2 separate regions of the Mus musculus genome follow, and region 2 is linked to region 1. Evidence: chromatin contacts called from public Hi-C data. All regions are on one chromosome and are shown on one strand. Each heading gives the region's core, a stretch centred on a gene start, on an enhancer-like site or on the middle of the called end of the contact. The rest is flanking DNA. Distances are from core to core; before and after follow the strand shown. Region 1 overlaps Sun2 (Sad1 and UNC84 domain containing 2). Region 2 holds the start of Syngr1 (synaptogyrin 1).

What was found. Hi-C and Micro-C count contacts between places; a contact is called where the count stands out from the background.
Region 2: a Hi-C map of memory CD8 T cells shows a contact between it and region 1, with 6 times the contacts expected there. The contact joins the promoter of Syngr1 here to the enhancer-like site in region 1. A contact is called at or near these places in 7 of 39 promoter capture datasets (the 3T3-L1 cell line, 3T3-L1-derived adipocytes, the C10 cell line and 3 more), 3 of 484 Hi-C or Micro-C datasets (CD4 T cells, the HPC-7 cell line and memory CD8 T cells), 12 of 115 datasets of contacts at active chromatin or transcription factors (the SCID.adh cell line, T-cell acute lymphoblastic leukemia, astrocytes and 9 more) and 2 of 9 other capture datasets (embryonic stem cells and pancreatic islet).

What each region holds. Positions count from the first base shown.
Region 1 is chr15:79,726,309-79,731,206 of GRCm38.p6, forward strand. Sun2 (Sad1 and UNC84 domain containing 2) reads right to left here. Exons shown (of 18, transcript NM_001205345.1): 9 at 3,782-4,036; 10 at 3,173-3,250; 11 at 2,725-2,768; 12 at 2,108-2,273; 13 at 1,555-1,776; 14 at 1,208-1,292; 15 at 743-858; 16 at 483-650; 17 at 234-326. Among named protein-coding and RNA genes, the nearest start is that of Sun2, 14 kb to the right of the region's middle. Within about 2 kb of position 2,948, at least 39 of the 459 cell types and tissues checked have an H3K27ac peak or open chromatin away from gene starts, as enhancers often do. A contact at or near this core is called in 3T3-L1-derived adipocytes, the SCID.adh cell line and memory CD8 T cells, where this site is marked.
Region 2 is chr15:80,088,913-80,093,810 of GRCm38.p6, forward strand. Syngr1 (synaptogyrin 1) reads left to right here and starts at 2,422. Exons shown (of 4, transcript NM_207708.1): 1 at 2,422-2,580. The coding sequence starts at 2,482. Gm31134 (predicted gene, 31134) reads right to left here and starts at 2,922. Exons shown (of 2, transcript NR_168675.1): 1 at 2,639-2,922; 2 at 1,821-2,099.

The sequences.
Region 1 (4,898 bases), core at 1,698-4,197:
TTCCTTAATAAAACTCACTTCGGCGGAGCCCCTGATCAGAAAGCTCTGGATGCTGCCATCTGTGTCACTGACAGGAGAGGGTCATCTCCACCCTATACCCTGAAGTAAGGCAGGGTAGGAAGATAGGCCCATCCCTGATTCCTCTGCCGGGTAGTGCAAATACTGGATCCTAGAAGATGTCTACTGTTGACTGGGAGTGTGAGGCACCATCCCACAAGCACACAGCCCTGTACCTGGAAATAGAAGGTCTGGATGGGCTCCCCATCCTGGTCGTAGGCAAACGTGCCAAGAAGTGTCCCTTCCTGCTGCAGGTCTTCATCGAAGCCCTACAGAAAAGCAGACAGGGAGGAGTCAGGGAGGACCACCTCCCTCGTACATCATGGTCTCTCCCTGGCTCTCTTTTAAACCTCTCACTGCCAGAGCCACCTCAGTGTGACTCTCAGCAAAGACCCCACATAGCCCACTGAAGATCAGGTACTCACAAAGATGGCGAAGTCCTTGGGAGCACTGGAGATAGTGCTGTTGGGTGACAAGGCCTTGGGCACGTGCTCTAAGGTAACGGCTGTAGGTCGGATTCGAGCAGAGAGGCGGACCACTGCAAAGCCCTGGGGCCCCTGGAAGGCCCAGCAGTTGCCTGGGTGCACATCTGGCTGGAGGGGGTGGGAGGCATGTCAGAACAGGGCCTCTAATCCATCTGTGGCTGACTGAGACGGGCATCCCCCACTGTGTTTAGAGTGCCCACCTGCAGAATGACCCGAGGTGACTGGGAGTGGTACCACAGGGGGATGCCAAAGAGGCTGAGGAGTGCCGTCTTGGTCTCATAAGTCTCAGAGCAGCGGGTGCTGATAACACTGGCTCCTGTCACAGGAAAGAACGATTTTAAATCTCAAAGTGGGTTGGCCCACTACTCAGGTAGTGGTTCCAGGACTAAAAAGGCGGCCAGGGAAGAGACTGCTACTGCCTGCCTTAGAGAGCATGGGAACAAGTTCCTCAGGCCCACCCCTTAGCTCTAACCTAGTCTCACAGAGCCATTCCCAGCCAGGGGTCCACTCTGGCTCATGGCTTCCCTCAGCCACCCTTGCCTTGGATGGGAGTCTAGTTTGTGCTGGTGTCAAGCCTTGTGTGCTTAGCACTGTGCTGCCTGGCAGACCTGGGGCCTCGCCAGTGTAAGGACCAGGATACGGTGAATTGGTGAAGGCACACACACCTCCTGATTCCAGGGCGTAATCCACCATTCCAATCCTGTCCTCACTGTAGCGCTGCAGGGCCTGCTTGACGATCCGGTGCACCTGCTAAAACATGCCCCAGGCAGACATGGGATGTGATTGGGGCATACCAGGTACTGCGTGCATATCCATGAACTGGCCCTGCTGAACTGGCACCAGTAGTACCCAAGCAGGCTTTGTTCATTCCACCACCCACACACACTGAGCCCAGAATCTACACCTGAACCTCCAGCCAGGAGGGTCTATCATGTCCTAACACACATGAAGAGCTGGCAGTGTGAGACTTCCAGGGGAGAGGCAGCGTGTTGGGGGAACAGTCATCCCTTACCTCCTCTGTCACCCCAACTATGCCTTCTTTCTGCAGTATCTGTCCCAGGGACGCTGCGGCCTCCCTGGCTGACTTGCCCTGCATCTCAGCCATCTTGGTAAGGATCTTGTTCTCCAGCTCCTGCAGCTGAGCGTGCATCTCATCTCTCTGCAGGAGCCCGCTGCGCGCACCCCTGTCTCCAAGAAGGAACTGCCTGATCCAGTCAGGGAACTGGGATTCCACCTACAGACAAAGGCAGTGTCACTCAGAAGCTTGCACTAATGGCAGGGGCAGCTATGACAGGGTGGGTGGGCTGTCACTGGAGGAGGAAGCAGAGCTGGAAGGGAAGGCTGGAGCCCCTGAGAGAGGTGTTAGAGGCTAGGAACTCTCCAGGGAACAGAGACTGGGATTGGAAAGCATTTTCCCCAAGAGCCTAGGCCTGCATCAGATCAGCCATGCATGCGCCTCTAGAACAACAGGCCAAAGACGCTGCTCCAGCTGACAGATGCCCCCTCCCAGGCAGGTGGTCTCAGAGGGGAGGTGATTAGTAGGGCTCTGGGTACTTCCCGCTCACATCAGCCCTGGCAGCCTGGATCTTCTGTGGCAGCAGGCCCACTTCATCTGCCACCGAGTTCTGCTTCAGAGTCAGGGCAGCCAGCTCCTGCCGCAGGCTGGCCAGCTGGGCTTCCAGCCGTCCCAGCTCCTTCACAGAGCTCTCCTGGAAGGCCTCCTGGGTCATGCTAGTTCCAGATGGAGGGAAGCAAGGTAAGGCCACACTGAGGAAGGATGAGGGACCCCTGACTGACTCCTGTCATAAGCTGGAAGCCCATCACTGTGTGTGAAGTGCCAGGGCTGCCCTTGGAGTCTGGCAGTAGAACACAGCCCAGGAGCTTGGGTTTGCCTGTCTCACAGCTAATTCTGACCTGATTCTCTGTAGGCTTGGACAGCACAGTTCACAATGCCACAGCCTGCCATGCCTTCACATCTAGGTCATAAGAGCAGAAGGCATACAGAAAAGACCAGCCCACAGGCTCCAGTTTCACTGCCGTGCCTGTCCCTGCCTCCCCAAGGCCTTACCAACCTGCCTTGTACCGTAGAGGCCATAGGCAGGATCCTAAGCTAAGTCTCAGTCAACCAGGCAGAACCCTAACGGGGTGGCAGAGCAGGCCATGGCCAGGTGGCTGCCATTACCTTTTCCATTCTGTCTTCAGCTGCTGGACTCGGGCTTCGGACTCCTAAGAGCAGCAAGAAAGGGCAAGAATAAGCCAAGATGAGTTCAGAGAAGTCTGAGAGTTCTACATGGGAGTGTTTGCTTAACCACGACCTTGAACGGGTGCCCCAGCGCTTTCAGCAAAGATCAAAGCAGGGGAAGTCCTGTGAGTCTCAGCCCTTATCAGACTCATTCCCACCTAGGTTATGTTCACTGAGCACAACACACTCAGCACAGACACCACCCTTGCACCATGCACATCCCGGGGTCACTGTGGACCGTCTGTCCAAGGCAAGTTCAGGCCCCAGAGAAGGCATGAGACTATCCCACCCCCCTCTACTCAACATCCCAGCAGTATCCATGGTAGAACCAAGGACAGATGTAATTGGGTGAGATCCCAGTGCAGGGCTGCATGCCTAGCCCACTGACCTGAGAGGCCTGGACGATCTTCTTGAAGAGATCTTCCGAGTCTTGGTGATGCTCTGCCCTCAGGGTAGCCAATTCTTCCTACCAGATATGAGGACTGGTTGTTTTGGGTGTTTTTTTTTTCTTCTTCTTCTTCTTGTTTTCTTTTGAGGCAGCATCTCTCTATATAGTTATGACTATCCCAGAACTCCCTCTGTAGACAAGGCTGGCCTTGAACTCAGAGATCTCCCTGCTTCTACCTAAGTGAAGTGTTGGGATTAAAGGTGTGCACCACCACACCAAGAGGGTTTGACAGCTGCCCTCGGAATACTTGTGACTAGACATGGTCTAACTGGGTTCCTTCTAGGGTTTTTTCCGGGAGTTTCAGCTCCTGGTCTTATCTACAAGGCTCTGAAATACAAGGAATACCACCTGTGCCTGACACGTCTCTCACCATGGAAGACGGATCATCTTCATCTTGACAGGGCACCTGGCAAATGGCCCTAAGTGACACACTACCATCTCCCCCGGGCCCCATGGGGCCTCCTACATCCCACATGACTGTCAGGGTTTTCTATGGCATTGCCTTTATGAAATGTGCCACCCCACCTCCAGGCAACAATGTTCTCCCACCTGGATATGAGCCACTGTGTCCCTGCGCAAGTCCTCCTTCAGGGTAGCCTCGCGGCGGCTCACCAACCCTTCTAGGAGAGACAGGGCATCTTCATGGCTCAGGCTACTGCCTCCTCCATGGCCAGCAGCCCCCTGCCGCAGCTCCAGGCGTTCCAGCCGTATGGCCTCCTTCTGCCAGTTGGAGGAAAAGTCTGCAGCAAGGGCTTCCAGACGCCGCTCCAGAGAGTGAACCCGGGAGAGAACGCGCTGCTCAGCCTGGTGGGCCGGAAAGACAGAGCATGGGCCCAGGGCAGCACACCACAGGCTTCCCGAGTATGCGCTGCTCAGCCTGGTGGGCCAGAGGAAAGACAGAGCATGGGCCCAGGGCAGCACACCACAGGCTTCCCGAGTATGCGCTGCTCAGCCTGGTGGGCCGGAAAGACAGAGCATGGGCCCAGGGCAGCACACCACAGGCTTCCCGAGTATGCGCTGCTCAGCCTGGTGGGCCAGAGGAAAGACAGAGCATGGGCCCAGGGCAGCACACCACAGGCTTCCCGAGTATGTGCTGCTCAGCCTGGTGGGCCAGAGGAAAGACAGAGCATGGGCCCAGGGCAGCACACCACAGGCTTCCCGAGTATGCGCTGCTCAGCCTGGTGGGCCGGAGGAAAGACAGAGCATGGGCCCAGGGCAGCACACCACAGGCTTCCAGAGTATGCGCTGCTCAGCCTGGTGGGCCAGAGGAAAGACAGAGCATGGGCCCAGGGCAGCACACCACAGGCTTCCCGAGTATGCGCTGCTCAGCCTGGTGGGCCAGAGGAAAGACAGAGCATGGGCCCAGGGCAGCACACCACAGGCTTCCCGAGTATGCGCTGCTCAGCCTGGTGGGCCGGAGGAAAGACAGAGCATGGGCCCAGGGCAGCACACCACAGGCTTCCCGAGTATGCGATGCTCAGCCTGGTGGGCCAGAGGAAAGACAGAGCATGGGCCCAGGGCAGCACACCACAGGCTTCCCGAGTATGGCCACTGGAACAGCTGGGATAGGGCAGCTGGGCATAGTGACACAGGCTGTTAATCCCAGCACTCGGGAGGCAGAGCAAGTGGGTCTTTATGAGTTCAAGGCCAGCCTGTTCTACAGAGG
Region 2 (4,898 bases), core at 1,172-3,671, 360 kb after region 1:
AAAAAAAAAAGAAAGAAAAAAAAGAAAAGAAAAAAGAAAAAAAACATATGCATAAAAATAACTAAAATGTTCAAAAGCTTTTAATTAAAAATAATTGGAAAAAAAAAGTCGGGCGTGGTGGCGCCCGACTTTAATCCCAGGCAGAGGCAGGCAGATTTCTGAGTTTGTGGCCAGCCTGGTCTACAAAGTGAGTTCCAGGACAGCCAGGGCTACACAGAGAAACACTGTCTGGAAAAACCAAAAAAAAAAAAAAAAAAAAGGAATAGTTGTTCGCCTAGTCCCTTACTGTTGGCATAGTTTACTCCTGTGCCTGTCTTTGCCCTGGCAGTTCAGATTTGGAGCTGACACTCCAGTGATCTCTCAGCAATACTCTCTTCCTTGATGCTGGCTGGGTTCTTACCTTGTCTTTTCTGCATCTATTTGCATTTCCGTAAGCCTGCTTCTGATACCTCTTCAACTATGTGGTAGCCTTTCCTTTATTTATTTTGTTTGTTTGTTTTTGAGACAGGGTTTCTCTGGGTAGCCCTGGCTGTCCTGGAACTCTGTGTGTAGCCCTGGCTCTGCTGGGATTAAAGGTGTGTGCCACCGCTGTCAGCCATGCCTTTTAAACTGCACGGTCATTGTGTAAACCACATATACGTAGATAGGTTGATTAGTTCATTGATTTCCCGTGTGCCGGGTGACAAGCGTGTTAATATGAGTAATTGGGATTGGAATAAAATCACCTTGGCTAGATTACCAAGGTGTAGGCGGCATACTTGTTGTTGAAACTGCTCCACCCTGTGAATTTATTGTTATGAGATAAATCGTGGAAAGATATGAACGTGTTCATCTATGTGTGCCATAGAACTCAGGACAAGGTACATATGGGCAAGAGGAGGATATTTGTACAACATTCAAGGACTTGTAGTAAGTACCGGTGCTGGCTGCTCAGCCCAGGAACCTCCTGACCACACAGTTTTGTGCTTCAGGGAAAATGCTTTGTTAGATGTGATGGCTAATGCCTGTGATCTCAGGACATGGGACTGTCCCGAGTTTGAACTGAACACGGGCTATACAGTGAATTTAGCAGTTAAGAGCACTTGTCCTTGCAGTGGACCAGAGTTTGATTCCCACACAGTGACCCACAAAGGTCTGTAGAGCTCCAGGTCTAGGGAATCCCACACCCTCTTCTCACCTCCTCAGGCAATGCATTTATACGATGCTCATATGAACATGCAGGCAGACACTAATACAAGACAAAGAGAAAATAAAAATGAAAAAAAGTCTTCCAATGTACAAAGTTATAAAGATCTTCCCTTGTTTTCCTCTAGACGTTTTATAGGATCATAGTATAACAGCTGCCTCAGACCTGAAACTCCATCACAGGGATAAAGCAGCAGGAGGAATAGAAATTCAAAACCCATCCCCCTCCTCCCGGTGAATTCCAGAGGCCGGCCTCTACAAGCCACTCTGTCTCAAAAACAAAACAAAAACAACAAATAAAAACAACGACAAAAGCCCCCGAGAGAGCCGGGCGTGGTGGTGCACGCCTTTAATCCCAGCACTCAGGAGGCAGAGGCAGGCGGATTTCTGAGTTCGAGGCCAGCCTGGTCTACAGAGTTCCAGGAGAGCCAGGGCTATACAGAGAAACCCTGTCTCGAAAAAAACAAAAAACAAACAAACAAACAAAAAAAGCCCCCAAGAGCCCCAAAGGGCCAACTATGTTGGGGTTGGGAGGGGGTAGAGTATATTTATTGACCACCTACTGTTTGTGAGGCCTTTGGATATAAACAAAACCTGACCAGCAGGAGCACACAGACAGAGGAGACAACGGAAGAAATAAGTACATAATTAATTATTGGATTAAGGAAAGGGATCGGGAGCTGTGGTGGAAGGGGAAGGGAGTCTCAGGTCTGTTTTTTTCCCAGCTTTTGCCTCCCTTACAGCGCCTTCCAGGTCAGGGGGCGCGTGCATGACATCATCGGTGGAGCTCGGCGGCTAGGTGGTTCTGGGGGCCCGAGAAGGCTGTGCAGATCTCTTAGAGAGGGTCATTACTGCAGCCAGCGACCTACGGACGCGTTCAATGAGCCACTGTACGATCAAACGGAGCCCCTTCCCTTTATTTGAAGCAGAGAGCGAAAGGAAAGAGGCAAATGAATAAATAAATAAATACATAACAAAAAGAGTTTCCTGAAGAACTACATCTCAGAGGGCTTCCGAAAGCGGGGATGCGGCTGCACTCTCTGTCCACACCCTGATCACGCGCTATTTTGCAAAGAGGTCACCCCGCTGGCTGGGAGCGCGCCCCACACCGGGACCCCAAGAAGCACCCGCTTTCTGAGCGCGAGCTTCGGGGAGCTGCACCTGCCGTGCACGGACGCCCCCTGGCGGGAGCCCCGGCAAGCACTAGCCGAGCGCAGGGGAGGGGGCGGGGGCGCCGCGCACGCGCACGGGTCGGCGGCGCGCGCCGAGCGGGGGGCGCCGCGCGGTGCAGCCACGATGGAAGGGGGTGCGTACGGAGCGGGCAAAGCCGGGGGCGCCTTCGACCCCTACACCCTGGTGAGGCAGCCACACACCATCCTGCGCGTCGTGTCTTGGGTAAGGACACAGCAAGGCGGGCTGGGGCGCGGGGCGCCGGACACCGACGCGACCTCACCTGGCCCGGGCGGCCCTGCTGACACAAGCGGATCACGGCCCCTGTCACCGAGGTCCTCAGTCCCATCGCCGAGACCTCCAGGCTGTCGCTGCTTTACACTTAGCGGCTAGGTTCTCGTGCGTCGGTGGGGACGGAGCCCAAGTTTAAGGCCGCTTATTGGGGGGCGCGGATCAGGGCGTGGATCTTTTTCTAGGGCGCACTGCTGCACCTGCCGCGCGCTTTCGGGGCGAGGACCTGGAACTAGATTTTGTTGCTCACTCTGTACGCTGCGGAGCTCTGAGTCTGGAGCCTGGATTTTTGGGTTCCGTCAAGACCCGCATCTGTTTTGCCGCGTGACCTTGGGCAGGGAACCACCCCAAAAAAGATACGAGGGATTCAGTTCGGATCTGGGTGGGGAGCGTCACCTCTTATGTCATGCCTCAGTTTCTCGATTTATAGGGGTGGGAGGAGCCAGGCCCCTTTGGGCTCTGACATTTTATGAATCCGCAACTCTCCGATCCCTAACAAACACCTGAGTGGATTCTAAATGTGGTCTGGAGAAAGGTTCCTTCCATGCAATAGAGAGCAGAGAAGTCTGTTTGTTCGCAATCTTTAGCCCACCTAGTCCGTGCAGGTCCCCCAGTGCTGAGTGGGGCTCAGCTCAAACCTGGGGGGTGGGGCAGAAACATCTTGAAGGAGTGGCTCAGGAGGCCTTGCACCCCAGGGTGAGGAGGCCTGTAGGCTCTGGGGTTGGCTGGCTTCATGGAGGGTCTTGCCCCTGTAGATCTGGGGGTCCATTCCTGTTGTGCTAAGACCAGAAGAGCCTGCATTGGTGACACGGGTCACGGACCCCTGGGGGCTAATAACCGAAGTCAGCTGTGACCCGGGCTTGCAGAGGTGCCCTCCTTTCCTCGTTTTCAGGGCCATTTCAGGATCTGATGCGTGGAATGGCTTGAGATTAATTCTGGTCTTACGGGGATCTTTTACGTTTCCTTCTTGTGGGGAGCCTTGTTTCTGTTACTCTTCATGGCCGTGCAGCCCAGCTATATCCGCGAGGGTTTGTGACACCGGATTTATTCATTCTTGGCCCTCCCCAGCTCTCAGATGCCCCTGCAGGCCCTAGGTAAAACGGGAACCCTGGAGGCACCTGCCTGCTCAGGTGCGCTGCTTCCTCTGACCTCTCTGGAGCCCCTGGCTGGGATGTTGGAAACACAAGCTTTGTGAGGGGGCGTGGGCGTTCCTTCTGCTTGGGTCATTTCTACCGGTGATGGCTTCATTTAGCAAAGCTTTATTGAGTCTGCCAGGCCCGGAGGGGAGGGAAGGGAGGGAGGGCAGCATGACTCAGGCTCAGGCTCGGTCCTGATGCTCAGGGAGCCCACAGTCCTACTAGAGAGGGAGCCAGGACCAGAGGTCTCCCTGCTGTGGCATGGATGTGCTTCGTGGAGGTGATGTCATGTTGGTTCTAGTGGGACACAGAGGACCTACACTTCACATCAGGGTCAAAGGAGGACATGCCCAGCAGGAGGGAGAAAAATGAACTAGATCTAGCACCCACTCATGGATCTTGGGAAAGGCAGGCAAGCCTTGGAATTCAAGTCTTCCTGTCACCAGAGGACTGGGCTTCTGATGCAGAGGAGATGGCAACTCCTGTAGTTTCCAGACTGGGAAGGTTGTAAAGGTGATGAAGCCCAGCCCCAAGCCCTTCCCGACCCGACCTTCAGGCCCTGCTCCCACACCTGGATCCCAGGTGCTCTATATTTTTAGCAATGGCATTTAGAGGGGAAAAAAAAATGTTTTTAAAATCTAGATTAAAAAAAAAAAAAAAAAGCTTTGGTCCTGGGGCAGTGGTGGTGCACACCTTTAATCCCAGCACTTGGAGACTGAGGCAGGTGGATACCTGAGATCAAGGCCAGCCTGGTCTACAGAGTGAGTTTTAGGACAGGCAGGGCTACACAAAGAAACTGAGTCTCAAAAAAGCCTCCCCCCCCACCCCCGGCCCCACAAGAAAGGCTTTGAGCAGTGGTGCATGCCTGTACTGTCTGTACTCAGGAGGTAGAGGAAGAAGGATCAGAGTTCAAGGCCAACCTAAGGTAGATAGCAAATTGCCAGCTTGGGCTACAGGAGACTGCCTGAAAGGAAGATAAAGAGTTTTGCACCCCTACCTGATTACTGAAGTATTACCTGCTCATTATTGGACAGCAATGTGGGATACATAATACCATTGAAGTACACACTTCAGGTGAAGAGGGGACTAGGGTTGTGGCCAGTGGTAGACCACCTG